2 separate regions of the Rattus norvegicus genome follow, and region 1 is linked to region 2. The links are chromatin contacts, called in public Hi-C maps. All regions are on one chromosome and are shown on one strand. Each heading gives the region's core, a stretch centred on a gene start, on an enhancer-like site or on the middle of the called end of the contact. The rest is flanking DNA. Distances are from core to core; before and after follow the strand shown. Region 1 holds the start of Klhdc8b (kelch domain containing 8B). Region 2 holds the start of Tcta (T-cell leukemia translocation altered).

Evidence for each region. Hi-C and Micro-C count contacts between places; a contact is called where the count stands out from the background.
Region 1: a Hi-C map of mammary epithelial cells shows a contact between it and region 2, with 1.6 times the contacts expected there. The contact joins the promoter of Klhdc8b here to the promoter of Tcta in region 2. A contact is called at or near these places in 2 of 12 Hi-C or Micro-C datasets (mammary epithelial cells and psoas muscle).

Annotation. Positions count from the first base shown.
Region 1 is chr8:118,023,628-118,030,375 of GRCr8, forward strand. It overlaps Klhdc8b (kelch domain containing 8B), which reads right to left and starts at 1,475. Exons shown (of 6, transcript NM_001007685.1): 1 at 1,360-1,475; 2 at 1-463. The coding sequence starts at 332. It also overlaps a transcript of Ccdc71 not described here.
Region 2 is chr8:117,865,328-117,871,819 of GRCr8, forward strand. Tcta (T-cell leukemia translocation altered) reads right to left here and starts at 4,785. Exons shown (of 3, transcript NM_001014005.2): 1 at 4,532-4,785; 2 at 4,150-4,204; 3 at 1,826-3,101. The coding sequence starts at 4,754. The coding sequence ends at 3,059. Amt (aminomethyltransferase) reads left to right here. Exons shown (of 9, transcript NM_001014004.2): 8 at 213-368; 9 at 467-1,365. The coding sequence ends at 645. It also overlaps a transcript of Rhoa not described here.

The sequences.
Region 1 (6,748 bases), core at 225-2,724, 150 kb after region 2:
GCCCGGCGCTCCCAGCGGCCTTCATCAGCCAAGAAGGCCTCCACAGCAGCTACTGGGCTCTGGACTTCATCCACGCCACCCACCACTAGCACCTGCTTACCCAGAACCACAGCAGCTGCACCAGCCCGGGCGGTGGGCAAGGGTGCTAATGCCAGCCATGTGTGTGAGGCCATGTCCAATGTCTCAGCAGTGTCCAGAGGTAACCCAGCCCGGCCACAGCCCCCTAACACCAGCAGGTGTCCATCCTGGTGCGCCACTGTGCCATAGACCCGGCAAGTGGGCATGGGGGGGAACACCTGCCAAGCAAAGGCCTGGCCACCTCCTGCAGCCATGTTGCTCACTGCCAGCGGCAGGCCATCCGCTCAGGCTGCGGGCCTCACTGGGGGGATACGATAAGGTCTCATCTTGATTCTGTCAGGGCTGGAAGGGTGTGTCAGAGCAGTCCAAAGGACCTTGCCTTCACCTGGAGGAGAGATGGAAACCAAAGGGTCAGGGCAACTGTCAGGAAACAGATGAACAACATGTAGCTGAGGGCAGACCAGGCCCAAAAATCACTAGTGGAGAAGGACCCACCACTTTGACTAGCGCTCTACTGGTGAAAGATCCTTCTGTAGTGGGAAGAATAGATTCCAGATACCCAGTTCTCGTAGGAGCATGAGGGATTCCTCCCACTCCAACCCTAAGAACTAGTAAGTAGTAACTAGATCAATTTAGAGTGGAAGGGAAGATAGACCCCAGCTCTCCAACCTAGAGCCCTTCCTATCCCGACAAGTCTCATCTTGGTGCTCCAAGAGAGCTCTGTATCCTCACACACTGGCAGCTAGTGTGCCTTGAACAACCTGGGCCCAGCCATCAGGGTCTCTCATCTTGTAGTCCTTACAAGAAGGATCTTCTACGAGGTACAACCACTTATATCAGCAAAAGGCCAGTCTCATGTGGGAGACTCAAAGGGGATAGACTCCAAGATTCCACACTCCCTTTGAAGTCTGTCCTCATGGGTGTGGCGATGCCAGCAGATCTCCTGCTGAAGAGGTACCAGAGGCTGGTGTGGAGAATCTCTTGAGTACAGGATTAGAAGGTCCCTGTAGGAATAAACAGCTGGATTCCTGACACCCCCCAACCCCACAAGAGCACATTCCTTAGCCTCCCTTTGCTCTGTGTGTGTGTGTTTGTGTGTCCATATGTCAGTGTGTATGCTGGGGGTCTCTACTCTCAGTCCAGGGATTTGACAGGACGGCCTCCTGGCCCCAAACTTCCAACTCAAAGGAGAGTGGGGGGCGGGTCTGGTTAGTGGGTTTAATTAAGGCTCTATGCTTCATGCCCCAAACTTCCCCTGAGCGAGGCTCCCGCGGGACTCACCCGCTGGATCTCAGATGTCGCCAGGGCACCGGGTCCGCTGTTCCGCCTCCGCTGACGCTGGCTCTGGCTAGGGCTGAAGCTGGGCTCCGGTGGGGCTCCCGCACCGCTCCGGCGTGGGGCGGGGCTGGACCAGGTCCGCCCCTCGCTCCCCCCTCCCCAGATTCGGGGAAACCTCCTCCCGCCTTAACTCTGCACATGCCACGGCAGGAGTAGGGCGCACCGACCCACGGTCACCGAAAATGAACCGAGAGGCATATGGACGTCCGCCCGACCAGGATTTAGGGTTCTACCTGGGGCGATGATAGAAATGAGGCAGCGGCGAGCAACACAACACCGGTATGGTGGGATCGGAGGCGGGTGTCGTTCTGAGTCGGATCCACTCTGGGTGCAATCATCCAGGAGCTAGCCAGTGGAACCTGGGGCCTTTAGGGGTCGGAGCCCGCCCATCACAACTGAGCTTGGCGGTGCCCAACCACAAGCTTCCCAGCGGCGCCCCCTAGAGGCCACTAGGGCTGTATGTAGCCTGGGCCTTTGGTTGGGGAGCCCCAGCAGCCCAGTCCTAACCACCACAGAGTGTACACTGAAGACTAGTAGTGTGTAGGGTGGAGCGGTAGACTGTACTAGCCTTAGGGCCTATTTGGACCTTCTTTACAGAAAAGCAGGTTATTTCTGGTTAGATCTGAGCTGAGGATGAGCTCAATCAGCCAGATGCAGGGAGTCTCTGTCTAATGTACTCTGGGCTCCTCTGAGGCCTGGGTGACTATAGCCAACACTGTGGTCATGTGATAACGAATTGTTGTGACAAAGACCCACCTGTAGTGAGAATTCTGAAATTTCGATTTCTTTAAAAAAAAAAATCAGAGAAATATTACAGGGCTATGTTTTTGTTTTAACCCCAGGTGTGGAGATAACGGGGTCTGCTTCCCAGCAGCAGACTATGGTTTGCCTGTGTTCTAGCAAAAGCATGGTCTTGCCAGCTGCAGATGGTTTCTGTGATTGTGTTGTGTTTGGAATTCTTGGAACTTGAGGGCCCTGAGGGATGAGGCGGGTGATTGTTGGTCATTGCGGGTGGGGTGGGGAGAGGACTTTGGAGTTTGTTAGTACTCAAAAGAAATTAGAGTCAACTCTCCTCCCCCCTTCTATCCTATCTAGTGATAGGGGTTGAAACTGGGGGATAAAGAGTGGGAAAAGAAAAACCCGCAAAGTACAAAGACCACTTGCATCCACCTATCTCTGATTGACACCTTGGCTCAGCCTATCTTAGGAGCATTCTGATCAGCTGAAGCCCCGTGGCAGATCTTGCCTCTGCCTTGCTCCTGCCTCTGCTCGATGCTTTGGACCCTTTTGTGTACAGTGTTTAGCTTCATTTTTCCTGAAGTAGATCTTGAGGCAATGACACAAGTGTGTGTGGCTAGTGTAGGAGGTGAAGCCAGGAAGCACCCTCAGAGGAGTAGCAAAAGACCAAGGAGAAGCAGCCAATAAGAGAGGTGCCGTCAGTCACCACTTCGAGTAACGGTGACCTTGGAATTGTGGGAAGTGATTAGAAACATGGGCCTTATATTGTTACTGCTCCCAAGAGCAAGGGGACCTAAGGAACTCATTTTCTCACCCCCATGGATCCTACATTGAAAGCTGTTTGGGGGTATTAATGCCTTTGCTTGCCCAAATTTGTGGCGGCCCAAACTGTGGATGAACCCTTCCTTATGACTAAACAGAGCCTACAGCTCTCTCAGGGATGGGCAGTTTGAAGTGGAGCACATGCCCAGAAAAGATGGTGTAAAGACTGGCCTCACACTGCACAGACCCTAAGAGGTCTCTCTACCGTCCAGTGCCACATCTCCCATCCCCAGGTTGCTCCTCACTTGGGGCTCTGGTATACAGCCCACAGGGATAGCCTCACATCCCCCACTGTCCCCTTTCTACGCCCCCTCTGCTTTCTTTCCAGCTGTTAACCACTTACAAGCATCTGCTTTTAAATGTCTCCCAGCCTAAGTCAAGTTCATGTCTTTCTGTTCCCCCTGAATTCTGAAGCCGTCTGTCCCCAGACACCACTTCCTGGTTATCTGCCACCTCAGGCTCTTGCCGGTTCTTCCTACAAATTGTTTTTGAAGCAGTTGCAGTTTTTGTTTGTTTGTTTCTAGACACGGTTTCTCTGTGTAACAGTCCTGGCAGCCCTGGAACTCGCTTTGTGGACTAGACTAGCCTGTAACACACAGGACAGAGACCTGTCCTCTGCTGCCTCTTCCTCCCCCTCAACCCCAGTGCTGGGATTAAAGGCCCCCAGTGAAACTTTTCTTTTTGCTTCTTTGAATCGGGGTCTCCTGTAGCTCAGGCTAGTCTCAAACTTTGAATTTCTGATTCTCTCCTCCCAAGTGCTGGGATTACAGACACTTCACCTTGCCCAGTTTACCTGTGAAGAAGCTCCAACTCAGAGTATGCTAGACAAGTGCGCTACCAATCGAGCTCTGTCTCCAGGCATCAGATTTGCTTTTGAAAAGTCACCACGTGTATTAGTCCGCATTCTCCAGGGAAACAAAACCAACAGAATGAATGAGAACCACAGGAACTTTAGACAACAGAAAGATGTTTGCAGGGTAAGAGCACTGGCTGCTCTTCCAGAGGAACTGGGTGTGGTTCCCAGCACCTACATGGTTGCTGAACTACAATTCTGTGGGATCAGAAACCCTTTACTGACCTCTGCAGGCACTGGGCATGCACATGACACACACGTACACATACAGGGAAACAGTCATACACATAAATCTTTTTTTTTTTTTTTTTTTTTTTGGAGCTGGGGACCGAACCCAGGGCCTTGCGCTTCCTAGGTAAGCGCTCTACCACTGAGCTAAATCCCCAGCCCTAAACATCAGGCATTCTTTTTTTTTTTTTTTTTTTTTTTTTTTGTTCTTTTTTTTGGAGCTGGGGACCGAACCCAGGGCCTTGCACTTCCTAGGCAAGCGCTCTACCACTGAGCTAAATCCCCAACCTGAGCTAAATCCCCAACCATACACATAAATCTTAAACAAACATTTAAAGTATAAAAGGGAGTTTAATAGACTGGCTTACATCCTACAGTCTGGGTGCTTCAACCAGACTGGCTCTCTTCACACTGGGCAGGCTAGGTGACTTCGTTCTGGAGTCTGGGTGTCTCAGGAGTTGCAATCTGGCACTAAGGGCCTAAAGGATTCCTAGAGAAACCACTAGTCTTCCATCCATATAGGAATCCCAAAGAAGCTAGGTTCTGATATCAGTGAAGGAATAAAGTGGCAGAGGCAGCAATGGTGACAGTGGTGGCAGTGGTGGCAGTGGTAACTATAGGGCTTTGTATGTTTAGGTGGGCAATTCTATCTTATCAATTGGATCAGATGTGATTGTGTTGTGTGTTCTTTCATGTAGCTACTTAAGTTTAAGAGAGTGTGGGGCGGCTAGCGACACTGAGCCACCACAGAGTTAGGATGTGTGTTTCTGGCATGATGACAGCCTGCCTTGGGAACTAGATGGGTTGAGAGATTGCTGCCAGGCTCAGAGGGAAGCCGTCGTCAGTGTGATATGGGATAGAGCAGAGCAGGTGAGATGCTTTGCTGACTGAGATGAAGATATCTACCAGATATCTTGGGGCACTGTGGTGCTGGACCTAGTGAGGGTAAAAGAAACCATTTTTTTTTATAATTTTACAACAACAGGTAGCAATGGTAACAGTGGTGGCAGTGGTGGCAGCAATGGTGGCAGTGGTGGCAGTGGTAACAATAGTGGCAGTGGTAATGATGGCAATGGTGGCAGTGGTGGCAGTGGTAGCAATGGTAACAGTGGGCCATGGCAGTGGTGTCAGTGGTGGCAGCAATGGTGACAGTGGTGACAGTGGTGGCAGTGATAACGATGGCAGTGGTGGCAGTTGTGGCAGTGGTGGTAGTGGTGACAGTGGTGACAGTGGTGGCAGTTGTGGCAGTGGTAATGGTGGCAGCAGTGGTGGCAGTGGTGGCAGTGGTGGCAGTTGGGGCATTGGTGGCAGTGGTGACAGAGGTGACAGTGGTGGCAGTTGCAGCAATGGTGACAGTGTTGACAGTGGTGGCAGTGGTGGCAGTTGGGGCATTGGTGGCAGTGGTGACAGAGGTGACAGTGGTGGCAGTTGCAGCAATGGTGACAGTGTTGACAGTGGTGGCAGTGGTGGCAGTTGGGGCATTGGTGGCAGTGGTGACAGAGGTGACAGTGGTGGCAGTTGCAGCAATGGTGACAGTGTTGACAGTGGTGGCAGTGGTGGCAGTTGGGGCATTGGTGGCAGTGGTGACAGAGGTGACAGTGGTGGCAGTTGCAGCAATGGTGACAGTATTGAAAGTGGTGGCAGTTGTGGCAGTGGTGACAGTGGTGGCAGTGGTGACTGGTGGCAGTGGTGACAGTGGTGGCAGTGGTGGCAGTGGCGGCAGTGGTGGCAGTGGCGGTAGTGGTGACAGTGGTGGCAATGGTGGCAGTGGTGGCAGTGGTAGCAATGTGCTGCTGTTCTGGATCTGCTTCCCCACCATTCACTGCATGATTGGCCCGAGATAGCAACCAGTGGACCTTAGAGGGGAAACTGGAATAGCTGGATGGGAAGAGACCTCAGGCAGCGATGGCAGTGGTGAGTTTGACAAGAATAGACTCTTGGGTGACAGCCTCAGTAGACAGCTCATTTAATTGGGAGAACGAAGGCTACTTGACCTTTGTGAGCATGAGTAGGAGCCTTTGGGGTCAGTGTACATCATTGGCCAGGGCCAGGGCACTGGGATGCCTCATAACGGGGCAATTGCAATTGCTGCTAGACATGACCTTATAAGGAGAGTGGAAGTTTAACCTGGCTACCAATAGCAAAGGTGGGGGCACAGGGCTGAGGGAGGGGCGATCCTACTCCTGCTGAGATTTCTGGGGTTAGGCACACCTTGAACCCTCTCTTGCTCTGGGCTGACTCCCACCTCCACCCTCGTCTGGTCCCCATAGTTCCCCGGCTGCACAGCAAGGGTGGCAGTGGTAATAACAAGCAGTGGCTACAATATACGGAACTTATTAATAAGACACATGAAGAAGGCAGAACCCAAAATCTTTCCTGTCAGACCTCCTTTTGTCTGGGCAGCCATGAGAAAGAGTGTCCACGTTAGAAATGTGCTTTCAGCGGTAGAGCGCTTGCCTAGCAAGCACAAGGCTCTGGGTTCGGTCCCCAGCCTCCCCCCCCCCCCAAAAAAAAGAAATGTGCTTTCTCACAGTGTGTCCAACTGTTTACCTCTCAGTTGACTCCACTTCCATCCAAGGGCCACCCACCATGGTGACACACACTTTTTTTTTTCTTTTTCTTTTTTTCGGAGCTGGGGACTGAACCCAGGGCCTTGTGTTTGCTAGGCAAGCGCTCTACCACTGAGCTAAA
Region 2 (6,492 bases), core at 3,535-6,034:
TGTGGCTTTGCCTATTATAAACTGAGGATCCTACATATGGCTTCCAGAGGGTGGGTGATGGTTGGTTGGCTGACTAATTTGGGGGAAGAATAGAGCCCAAGAGTCCAAGTGATGTTTGATGGCTGCCACTTGGGGTCTTAGTAGTAGTGAAGACTTCCTGTGCTTAGGGCTCTGGTGGACTACGGCTTATAATCTGGTGTGTTATGTTCCAGGAAAGCGCCGCCGAGTTGCTATGGACTTCCCAGGAGCCAAAATCATCATCCCCCAGCTGAAGGGTGAGGTGCAGAGGCGACGTGTGGGGTTGATATGCGAAGGGGCTCCAATGAGAGCACACAGTCCTATTTTGAACACAGAAGGCGCAGTGATTGGTAAGTGGTCCAGGATGGGGACACTGGCTGGCCGGGTGTCTTGGATAGGGTTATTGAGCTGGCAGAGTGGTGTTAACCTATGGCCTATGCCTGGACAGGTACAGTGACCAGTGGCTGCCCTTCACCCAGCCTGAAGAAGAATGTGGCGATGGGTTATGTGGCCTTCAAGTACAGTCGGCCAGGGACACAGCTGCTGGTGGAAGTTCGGCGGAAGCAGCAAATGACGGTGGTTAGCAAAATGCCCTTTGTGCCCACGAAGTACTATACTCTCAAGTGAAACAGCCCATGGAAAAGCCCGTCCTCCCGCAGTGTTTCTCTAGAGGGCTTTCCATAGTGCTTAGTCAGATCAGTGGAGTAGCACCCCCTCCCCGGCATGGAAGCTGAATGAGGTTTGCTGGGTCTGCTTAGGGGTGGGGGAGAGAATCCCATCTAGACTCTCCCTTACGAGCCACTCCAATTTTAGGGCCCAATTTTTCAATGATGAATCACCATACTTAATGTTTGTCCTATTTTAAGTCCACAATCCCACTAACCTTCATCTGCCTGGTGCTGGCTATGGAACAAAGGTTTGCTCTGTGTGGAGGATAACACCTGTCCCACCTACCTCACTATGGCTTCCCTAATTTCAAAGGACTATTACTGTGGGCAGTGTGGGCTTAGGCACCTTCTCCACTTTGCTTTCCATGAATGTACACTGAAGCCTTTTCTTAGATAGAAATGACTCCTGACTCTGTGTTGGCTGAGGCTGTTCCTGTGTGCAAACACAGGGATGGCTAAGCAAACATGGGACTCACCCTTCCACATTCCCAAGTCAACCCAGCCTACTGTGCAGTCAAGACATGGCAGGGTTAGTACTTGCACTGACCTCGGTCGGCTGTTGTCAGTAATTATACTTTACTAACTCTTTTTTTTTTTTCCGGAGCTGGGGACCAAACCTAGGGCTAAATCCCCAACCCCCTTTACTAACTCTTGAAAATTAAAGTTTCTTTCCTTCTTATTTGCCATGGTCTCTAGCTTTTTTGTTGTCTGGTCACTGGATTTCTGGGGTATCTTCTTAGCTCCCAAGACAGACTCTGAGTAGGATCTCCTTGAAAGGGGCCAGGTATATGAGTATATGAGTGGTGTGCTGGTATATCCCTGTAATCCTAGCACGTGTGAGTTGGAGACGAGAGTATGGGGAGCTCAGGTTCATCTTTAGCTATATATTGAATTGAAAGCCGGCTTGGAAAACATGAAACACTAACTCAGCTCCCCAATCTCTCCTACTCCCAAGTGCCCAAAAACCTAATGGGGATACTGCCCCTGCTGGGCACCTCACCACCGCTCTAGTGAGCTGGTGCCACTTCTTCACCTCTGCAAATTGCTGTATGCTGGATCTAAGGGCAACAGACCCAAGATCCTTACCAGTTGCCCATAAGTACACAACATTTGTCCTGTTTGAATAACCACACCACTGATGCACTTCTGTGTTTAATAAGTCACATCTTCAGTTGCTCCTGGGGTGGAATGTGAGACCTTGACTCTTGTAGTGATGTCAGTGGGTGGGCATGAGGCTGTGAAGAACATCTTTCTGCCACACAGATGACATCTCTGGAGTAGGTACATGTGCACGAGGAGCTCCATAGTTTCACCCACAGTACACCTGCTACAAAGTCCCTGTAGGCAATGGCTGCCAGGTGGCTATGTGACATCTAACAAAGACAGTGGACACCTGAGGTAGCTAGTAGCCCAGCAGAGACAGGAGTACAACCATTAGAGGAGGCAGATCCAAGACCACAATGCTCTTAGGAACCATAGTGCTCTCAGGATGTGGTGTTTTCATGGGGACATTGGCCACCCACCCCCTTGGGGGAGGGTCCACAACTATCTGGCTTGCAGCTCACTCTTACTGATAGTCCTAGGGGCTAAAATGATGCTGGTGGACTCTCAGGGCGAGGCCCTTCTCAAGATGGGAAGTAATAAGGCAGCAGGGCACAATGAAGTCACTGCACTAACTGCTTAGTACCTCCCTAGGCGGGGGCGAGTACAGACCAAAGAAGCCTGTGGGTACTGAAACAGTGGAGAAGCTAGCCAATGCCAGGGGCTCTTAGTGAGATGTCTCAGGGACTCAACTTGTCCTCAAAAAGAACAGAAATAAGTCCGTTGGGAAGTGATAACTTCCTCGCCTGCCTCAGACCTGGACAATTCTAGATGGGCCAGGGAGGGACAGGTTTGGTGCCCTCATCCAGGCCAGGATTAGCTGGCTTTCTGCCTACAAAGCGAGGTCAAGGAAATCAGGGCCCATGGGAGAATGGACTTTCCTTCTAAATCTCAGAACTGGCTAACCTCAAGATTTCTCTTACAAAGACAAACTACTCTTAAGATCACATCCCCAAGGGGATGAGTAAGTCAGGAAAAAGCCAAGGTGAGAAAAGGGACTACTGACCTCCTCAACCAAAATGTTTCTCAGCTATGACCTTGACAAGAAGGCTTTCCGTTTGTTGGAGACAAACTTCACCTGCCCAGTACCTGACGCTGTTGGAGGCAAGGCTGAGGGCAGTGGAGGCTCACCCTGGGAGCATCATGGTACTCCAGTCCCCCAACCCCAAGCCCTCTGCAGTTGCCTAAGGGGTCTGGATAGCAGCAAGGTACAGCACAGGAGCCAGCAGACCCAGCGATATCTCTGGAGACCCTTCTCCTGCTGCCTTCCTTTATTCTCTGTGAGTTTTGAGAGCTTCATTTGCTGCCATTTCCCTGAAAGTAATAGAGAGAAGCAAGGTTATTTCATTGATAGCAGAATAGCCCCTGACATTGGTTCTTCTGTAGCCCCTTCTTCGCTAAGCTGGGCTCAGTACAGCTTACGGTAGAATCTAGACTTCTCTACTGATCTCTCATGGTCTTTGCTGGGTCTACCATTTTCCTACCTTATAGTGCTTAGCTAAGACAGTGGCGACCTTCCTAAACCACGTCTTGCTTTCACTCTTGAAGCCCTTTGTCTACTTGCCATAAGAAGGAAGTTATAAAAGCAAATTAGATTAGGCTACTGACTTGCTGAATCAGCCCCTCAGTTGTTCAGAGTTCACAATCACAGCCTGATCTAGAATCCTAAAGTTACATTTCCCCTTGCTACTGGGCCTTGTTTTTCTCATTTTTTTTTTCTTATGCAGTATTCTGTGCTGCTTTTTTTCTCTTTGGTCTCAGCTGAGGTATTAAGAGGTGAAGAGGGCGCCCTGGGGCCTTTGCATTTGAACTTCTTTCTCTTATAAATCTCTTGCTTCCCCTGAGTCTGAGTGAGTAGAATCTGAGTTGTCCTTGTTTTCAGGCCTACTGTGACCTCTGCCATCCGGTAGAAGCTCAGAGATTAGCTGAATGAAATGTCCTGATAAGTAAGCTGTTGTTTTTAGAGATTAGGAGGCTGACTTGATGAGGTCCTATGCTAAGAATAGAGACTGGTAGGCTGGAGGTTATAGCTGTGTTCAGTACTTGCCTAGAATAGATGTTCTTGCTTTCCTAACGAAGGACTTCCCAACCAAGGGAATTGTTTCCAACAGACCTGTCACTTCATCTTTCTGAAATTATGGTAACACTACCATCCATCCCCACTGAATATGCTGATGAGAGGCTCTAAAGGCACTGGGAACCCCCATTTGGAATCCTGAGCTCTACCTTTAGACTCGGAGGATTCTCCCAAAGGCCACTAAGCTGGTGCACTCACATCCTGAGAGTTCTCTTCCCTGTTACCAGCACTCCAGTGTTCTCTGTCTGTCAAGCATGGGGTTGGGATAGACAGAAATTTACTCACCATGAAGGGAAATGTGTGGAGCCATCAGGTGTGGATCCATTCTGGCCACCCAGACCTGGAGGCAGGAACACACCCAGAGCTGCAGGAGGCTGAGGGTGGGAATCTGAGCAGGCATTAGCCTGGGTCGGGTCAGGGGCCACTGGTATAGTTCAATAGAGATTGAGGCTGGGATACTAGGGACTAGTGGTATTGCCCAGTAAGGGTTTTGAGAAACAGTTACAACGTGATGATGGACAGGAGGGACTTCTGGTGTAAAATGGTAAGGGATGTAAATCTGGGTACAATGAGGCTGTGGTAGTCTATGTGGACACAGGAGAACCCAATGGTACAGTCTGGTGGTGGTAGGGACAGCCGGGCCAAGGAGGTTCGTAGGGAGCCTCACCTGGACGGTGATACAACCCGGTCACTGTGTTCCCGTAGAACCCCCACGCCAGCTGGATGCCCAGGAGACTTAACACCAACCAAAGCAGGAGAAGCTTGAAGAGAGTCACTCGCATATCTTGTGTCTCCCACTCCCGCAGAAACTCGCTGCCCAGGGTGCCCAGCGCTCCGAGCACCGTGGCGGGCAAAGCTTGCAGAAACTGCCCAGCCCAAGGCTCCGCCATGACTGGCCAGCGCCCCACCGGGTGTACTGTCACTGTAGTCTCCACTGCGCAAGCGTATGGTCTTCCGGGGTTAGGCCTGTCAGTGCGCACGCGTAATATAAAGCAAGGAAGATCTACTTCGCTTGCGCGAAGTGTTGGCAGTTTGGGGAGGGGTTTTAAAACCGCGCAGGCGCACCCAGCCCCACCCTGCTTACTTAGAGGATGAGTGATTCGGTGAGTATAAAATAGCAACTCGGTCTTTTATAGCCCCGGAGTTCCCGTGATGCTCCACGCGACTGCCGTGATTGGTTAAGCGTCTGGCTTTTAGGGCGTGGATGCACTCTTGAGCAATCGTGGCTGAACAGGGAGTGTGCGCGCGTGCGCGGGGCCGCGACTGGCGCCAGCTCGAGCCCGCAGGGCGCTCGGGGGCGCGCACGTCGCTCCCCGCCCTCCCGCCACCGCCCGCCCTCGTTCGCTCGCGCTCCCCGCCCGCCGCCCGCGGTCCTCCGTCGGTTCTCTCCTTAGCCCGCCGTCTCCCACGGAGCTGCTCGCCCTTGTCTCGGAGCTCGCGGACTCGCGGACAGGCGTCCTCAGCGCGAAGAGGCCGGATTCGGAGTCGTCGTCTTGAGGTGAGCAGGAGCATTCCCTCCAGCCGCCTCGGCTCCGGGCCCCGCTGGCCCGCTGACCGGCCGGCACTTTTCCGGCCTCCGGCCCGTCGACTGACCGCGGTCGCGCCCCACCTGCTGCTCTCAGCTGGGCAGCCCCTCGCCCCGGCCCCTGACCTGGGGCCCCGCGCCCGAGGCGGCGGCCCCGCCCGCGCAGTCCCCGGAAGCGCGCCCCGCCGCCTCCAGTCCCCCTTCCCCCGCCCGGCCGGGCCTGGTGGAGCCCTAGCCGCCCGCCCTCCCCGTCGCTTCCTCTCAGGGCTGCGCCGGGCTGGGCGGGGGCTCCCGGCCGGCCCGCGACCGCGCTGGGGTAGCCTACCACTGCGAAGCGCGTGTGGCTGTCGGGAGTTGAAATAGGCAAGAAACTCTTGTACAACTCCATTTTGCCTTTTACATTGAACGAGGATCATTAATCACCGTTTTATACCGTGTGAAGACAGTGAGGCTTTGGGTGGATTTTCTGTTTTCTTTGCCGTATTATTGGAAGTTGTGTAAGTAAAAGATTGTTTTGAAATCTTAGCGGTTATGACTGTATGGGGGAAGGTATTTTCCAGTCGAAAAAACCACTTAATTTGGCGAGGTCGCATCAAAATAGATGCATTTCTACTTAAAGTTAATAATTCAATTAATAATCACTGATGGGTTTCCCTTTCAGGTCGGTTTCATAAAATTGCATTTTTGCTCCTAAGTGTTTTTTTTTTAAGAAACAGTTCATGTTTAGTAGTTTATAGTGGAAAATTTGACACTATTTTTTTTTTTTGCCCCAGAATTGGTTCTAATTGTATTTTCTAATAGTTCTCATTAATTTTTGACCTGTTGGTTATTTATTTGGTTCTGTCTTTTGACATTCTTTTGAAATGTGTTTATTGCATGTTATATATATATTAGACATGTATAATATATAATACATATATAATATACACTCCCCATGCAAATCTGGAAGGGGGAAAACTCATACTTTAGGATGCTGTATGTGGTGAGAATTTTTAGCCACTAAGTGTCACATGCCCAAATGTGTATGTACCATGTGGAATGTTTCTTCACCTTTCACATGGCTAGTTTGAGCATTTGACACTAAGTATTATTAAATTAAAAAT